Regions from separate parts of the Zea mays genome. Here region 1 is linked to region 2. A link is a contact called in public Hi-C data. All regions are on one chromosome and are shown on one strand. The core of a region is the stretch at or near the end of the contact, and the rest is flanking DNA. Distances in the headings are between cores, read along the strand shown.

Region 1 (2,700 bases), core at 197-2,696, 120 kb after region 2:
TTACATGATTAACACAACAAATCAGAGAACGAAAAGACTCTTCTGACTAGAGATGTCAATGGGACCCGATACCTGCTAACCCATGAAGAATTCCTTTATTAGGGTATGGGTACGGGACAAAAATTATCCCCATGGTATAGATATGGGACAAAATATCCACCCATTGGTTAAACGAGTATGGGTTTAGAAAACAAGAATCCGAACCCGATTACTCATGTGTATTTCATGCTTGTACACCTGTCCTTGTTGTAAGAATGAGTTGAGGCCAAGCCAAACACCAAGCCCAACACGGCAGCGCACCTCAGGTCTTAGCCCAACAAGGCAACATAGCAAGGAAACTAGTAGACTATCAAAAAACAAAACCCTAAAATAACCAGCCATACGCTATGCCCTGTCCAGTCGGCCAACTGCCACACGCCTGGACAGTTGCGCTAGCACTGCACACTGGCGACTTCACCAGCGACGAGGAGCACCGCCGACTACTATGAGCCTAGCACGACGGTGACAACCATGAATTCTCAGGCACCAACGAACTCAAATGGTGACCAAGGAAGGTGAGTAGACTCCATTTCTTCATTTCTTCTATCGGTCCTGAAGTACTAATTTCTTTTCTGATCGATGGATGAATGGATCATGGATGAGTGCTTGCTGATGTAGTGATGTATGAAATCTGGATAGTTTGTGCTAGCTATTAGTACATAGTTATTCCTTAATTGAGGATGGGGACCCATTGAGAACCCGAAACCCGAATGGGGATGAGTATGAGGATAGATTAAATATGATGGGGATGAGTCTGGGATGCTATAACCCGGTGGATAATTCCCCATTGACATCTCTACTTCTGACCACCTTGCACGTGAAGCCAGCCATCTCACGTCACGCCCCTCTATCAACATTATTCACGACACCGGAAAATTGTACTGCTTATACGCACTTAGATAAATAATGTGTGCCTTTAGAAATTAAGGAATGATTATTATAAGAAGAGCGAAAAACCCATTTAATATGTCATTACCATTTAAGCATATCATACCTATCTGTGTTTAATTTCCTGTATAAGACGTCACAACTTATATAAAATTATTAGCCATTTGAATTATAGAACTAACTTTAAACAGTTAAGTTAGACCCTTAGCTTAAGTTGCTAATGTTTTATCTCTGTGGGGCAGATACGTTTTTTTAAAAGACCGCAACGAATTGAGAGAGAGAGAGAGAGGAGAAACAATCCGGACTGATTTCATAAACGGCACCCGTCTGTCAGCGACCGGTGAAACGCGACACAGAGGAGAGACCGGGTGCAGGGAGCAAAGGCGGAAGGCAGGGCAGGGCGCTATTCGTCTGTCTTTCTCTTTTTTCAGCTCAGGTAAGGAAACCGGCATTCCCCCGTTCCCGTTTATTAGCTGAGCTCGTACACGGCCGGCCCTCTCTCGGTGCGTGCGTTTGCGTGGCTGTGGCAATATACGGTGCGTGTGGGGCGGCGGCGACGAGGGTTTTGCTGCTCCGTACACCGCGTGCAGCGGCGACGCGACCGCAGCTGGTCGCCGCCCCGGATCGAGGAGGGGGAGGAGCCGGCGGAGGCCCCTGTGGTGGCTGCGGGGGCGGGAGCGGGAGCGCCATGAGGGGCGGTGGCCGTGGCGGCGGCGGGAGGCAGCCTTCCTACGCGGCGCCGGACGGGGCGGATGCGGCGGCGATCCCGGTCGCCTCAAGGAAGATGGTGCAGAGCCTCAAGGGGATCCTGGCCGACCGCTCGGAGGGCGAGATCTACGCCACGCTCTGCGACTGCGGAATGGACCCCGACATAGCCGTCGAGAGGCTCATCTCCCAGGGTAAGGGCATATACTCTCACCTCGCTCTAGGCTCCAGCTTTGTCCTCGCGGGCTCCAATTGTTTAGCGTGGACGTTGTCGTGCGATGCTTGTCAGCGCTAGGGTTTGTGCCCCCCCTCGTGTGGTATAAGTTGTAACCCCCCCGTTTTGGACGGTTGCTGTTGAATTGCTTGCAAATTTGGTCCGATTCTGCGGATGCGGTACGCTGCGACTTGTTTTGCTTGCCAGTTTAGGTTCAACGTCACTGTGAAGCATGCTGGGAAGTTTTAATTTGTCATGCTCATGACTTCAGATGGGAGAAGACACTAATTTATATTTGTCAACGGACAACCTTTTTTTTGCATTTATGAATGTGTCTTTTGCAACAGATTGTGCCACCCCATGGTGTAATAATAGGAGGGGGGGGGGGGGGGGTGAGGGTTCAGTTTCCTACGTAAGTCCTGATTCATATCCCATTGTAATCCAACTGTGTTCCAGGATCATGTTACCTGGTACTTATATGTAAACAAAAACTGTTGCGCCTACCATAAACATCCCTTTTATCTTCATCAATAGGATGTGTTTAAGTTCACTCATGTATTGCTTACCATTTTCTTGGTATTGAGTTTTCTATCTGTCTATATGTTGGCATAGACGCATTGCCTACCTATTTTCTTTAAATTGGTATGTGCCAAGTAGCGTATATTTTTGGGTAAGTAGTACTTTCAGTGTAGAGATGCTTGGGTGCCAGTTACCTAAGGTCGCTACAAGTTATGGAACCTTCCATTAGTTCTGCTCATTTGTTTTATTCTAATTTCTAAATGCACCATCTAACCCTTAACTTTTATGGCTGATATATTCGTAATAAATGAAGCATAGGGTAGCATCTATAGATC
Region 2 (2,700 bases), core at 40-2,539:
TTCCGAACATTGTTTCGAGAAACCACCCCATCTGGGATTTAAAGCTACCTTTGAAGATTAAAATTTTTATGTGGTACTTAGTTAAAGGCATAGTTCTAACAGAGGATAATTTAGCAAAAAAACAGTGGAAAGTAAGTATTAAATGTTGTGGATGCAACTTAGATGAATCCATTCAACACCTTTTCTTTGACTGTCATATGGCTAGATGTGTTTGGAGAGATGTACAAATTTCATTGAACATTACTTCACCTTCGTGCATCCAACATATGTTTGGCACTTGGCTAAAAGGTTTAACTTATAGACTTAAGAGTCTGATTTGGGTTGGATCATGTGCCCTCTGTTGGGCTATATGGTTAAGTCGTAATGATGTGGTTTTTGATAATGCACAAGTTTCCACTCCCTTGCATGTCACCTTCAGAGGAACACATTGAATAAAGTCCTGGACACTGTTGCAGAAGGAGAATAGACCTTAATTAAAATGGGGCTGTCGTGTGCTTAAAACGACAATGATGGAGATCTTTTCAAATAATGGATGGTCTTTTATCATAGATTGAGAGCTTAAATTCACGAAACCTTTATAGAATACGAGATTTTTGTTCCAAGGTAGAACCCCTATGTTTGTGAGTTTGACAGCCACATGTATCAACCGATACAGAAGCTGGAATATTAATAATATTCCTTTTTTCTAAAAATATTTTCCTAATATAAAAAAAGAGTTTCTTAGTTATAGCTTAATAATAATCCCTTTTCTAAAAATGTTTTTTCTAATATTTAAAAAAGAGTTTCTTCGTTATAGCGCAACGTCCATTTTTTCTGAATTCTCAAGAGTTAGAATCATCGGTGTCCAACAAAAAAAATATGGAGTCTGATTCTATAAGTTCCCTGCTCTGCAATGCTCGGACACGTTTGGTAATCATTAGGGCATCTCTAAAAGCTCTCCAGAAGTCTCCCCTAAATCCAGTTTTTTAGAGAAAAAAAATAAAAACGTATCTCCAACAGTTCCCCTAAAGCGCTCCTAACTTTTTTATAGCTCTTAAAACTCCCTCATTTGTAGCTACAAATGAGGGGGTTTAGGGCTCACGAGAAACAATCTACTACTTTAAGGGATTTGTTGGAGAAAAAATTTAAATCTATCTTCACTAGTTATTTAGATGTCTCTTAAAACTGATTTTAAGGAGTTTTCTGGTGAGCTTTTTAGAGACGCTCTTCATAAGTCGTCACAAGTATATTTTGGGACTGGCCTGACACACTAGCACAGAATGCCCATTTCATGAGGAAACTTGGCCTGCTTGCAGCATAGCCCTCGGCCCGAATCAGCCCAAAAATGTTTGGCCCAGATTTAACATAAACCTTGCGTGGGCTGTGGGCAGCATGATCAAGTTCGGGACGAATAATGTGGGAGCGGCGCCGTGGTGCATGAATCAGCGGCGGGAGCCACGGAATATGACGATAACGGTCGGGTGTCACACGATTTCGGACTTCCCCTCCCCTTCGAGCTTTGTTTCGCGTCTAGGGAAAATGGGATAAGCTGCGGAAGGCCAAATGCCTTAGCCTAGAAGCAAAGGTACAAACTACAGACGAGTACGTGCCCAGCAGCTACAGACGAGTACGTGTTGTATCTGCATTTGTTTGTTCATACGTTGGTGTTGTTCAAAAAACCATTCGACGGTTATAAATGGTCGGCCCGTTCGGTTGACACGGAATAGAAGACCGGAACTGTTCCTACCCAGATTGCTTCTTTAATTTATATAAGTTTTGATCAACATGAACAATTCTTGGTGCATTCCTGCAGAAACGAACGGGTCCTAAGGCTATCTTCGACATATCTCCTATCTTATCTCTTATATATGACATCCCCTATTTCAAACTTTACTCTACAAACAGAGTTACATAGTATTATCGACAGTTCCACGTCTCTTATTTATTACCTCTGCTGGAAACAGTCTAACCATATTATATTGAAGCTCTATTTGGTTAGTTTTTTTTAACATGTTTTAATTTTCTTAAAAGCAAAATTCAAAGAGGAATTAAGATAGAACAGTCCTCGTAAAAAAAGGCATTCGATTCAAAATATTCTAAAGTGGGCGGGAAGAAAAGCACTTAAATAAATGACCTTTGGTTCGTAGTTTTAGTTCCAAAAGTATCAAAGCATGTGCTAATGAGAGGTGTTAGACTATCTCCAACAGACTCTTTATCTCACTCCTTATTTCAAACTTCACTCTATAAACAGTGCAATTTATAGTACAGAACAATACTTTGCACGACTCTTTACACGACCTGCTAATATCGCTCGAAAAGGAGCAAAAAGTAGTAAAATTTATCGTTTTTTGCTTTGGTTCGAAATTTAAAAATCGATCTGATTTTCTGTGTATTCCAGTTTAGAATTTAAAAATATAAAGTCAAACTTTGATCAACAAAATGGTTTTCTGAATTTCAAAACGAAAATGTAATCCCTGGTCAGTCCCATATCTAAATTTCAAGGGCACTAGATTTCCTCCTGTTTTGGTAGGTAATACCAACGATGACTAAATATCCTTTGCAGGTAAATTCAAAATAAGATCACCCAAAACTTAATTGGTCACAAGTACTTGTCTATACATCTATTCGATATAATCCACATGTTTCAACTTTGCAAAACCCATCTAACAAATCACCACACACTTATAACCTCTGCTAAATCCACTAAACAAACTACACTCA

Evidence for each region. A called contact is a pair of places that touch in the nucleus more often than the background predicts.
Region 1: a contact with region 2 is called in a Hi-C map of tassel, with 6 times the contacts expected there. The contact joins the promoter of LOC100273818 here to the enhancer-like site in region 2. A contact is called at or near these places in 4 of 25 Hi-C or Micro-C datasets (bundle sheath, ear, tassel and 1 more).

What each region holds. Positions count from the first base shown.
Region 1 is chr6:178,263,611-178,266,310 of Zm-B73-REFERENCE-NAM-5.0, forward strand. LOC100273818 reads left to right here and starts at 1,447. Exons shown (of 10, transcript NM_001148217.1): 1 at 1,447-1,826. The coding sequence starts at 1,616.
Region 2 is chr6:178,144,677-178,147,376 of Zm-B73-REFERENCE-NAM-5.0, forward strand. No RefSeq gene overlaps it. Among protein-coding and RNA genes, the nearest start is that of LOC103630784, 39 kb to the left of the region's middle. Within about 2 kb of position 1,290, at least 16 of the 20 cell types and tissues checked have an H3K27ac peak or open chromatin away from gene starts, as enhancers often do. A contact at or near this core is called in bundle sheath, ear and tassel, where this site is marked.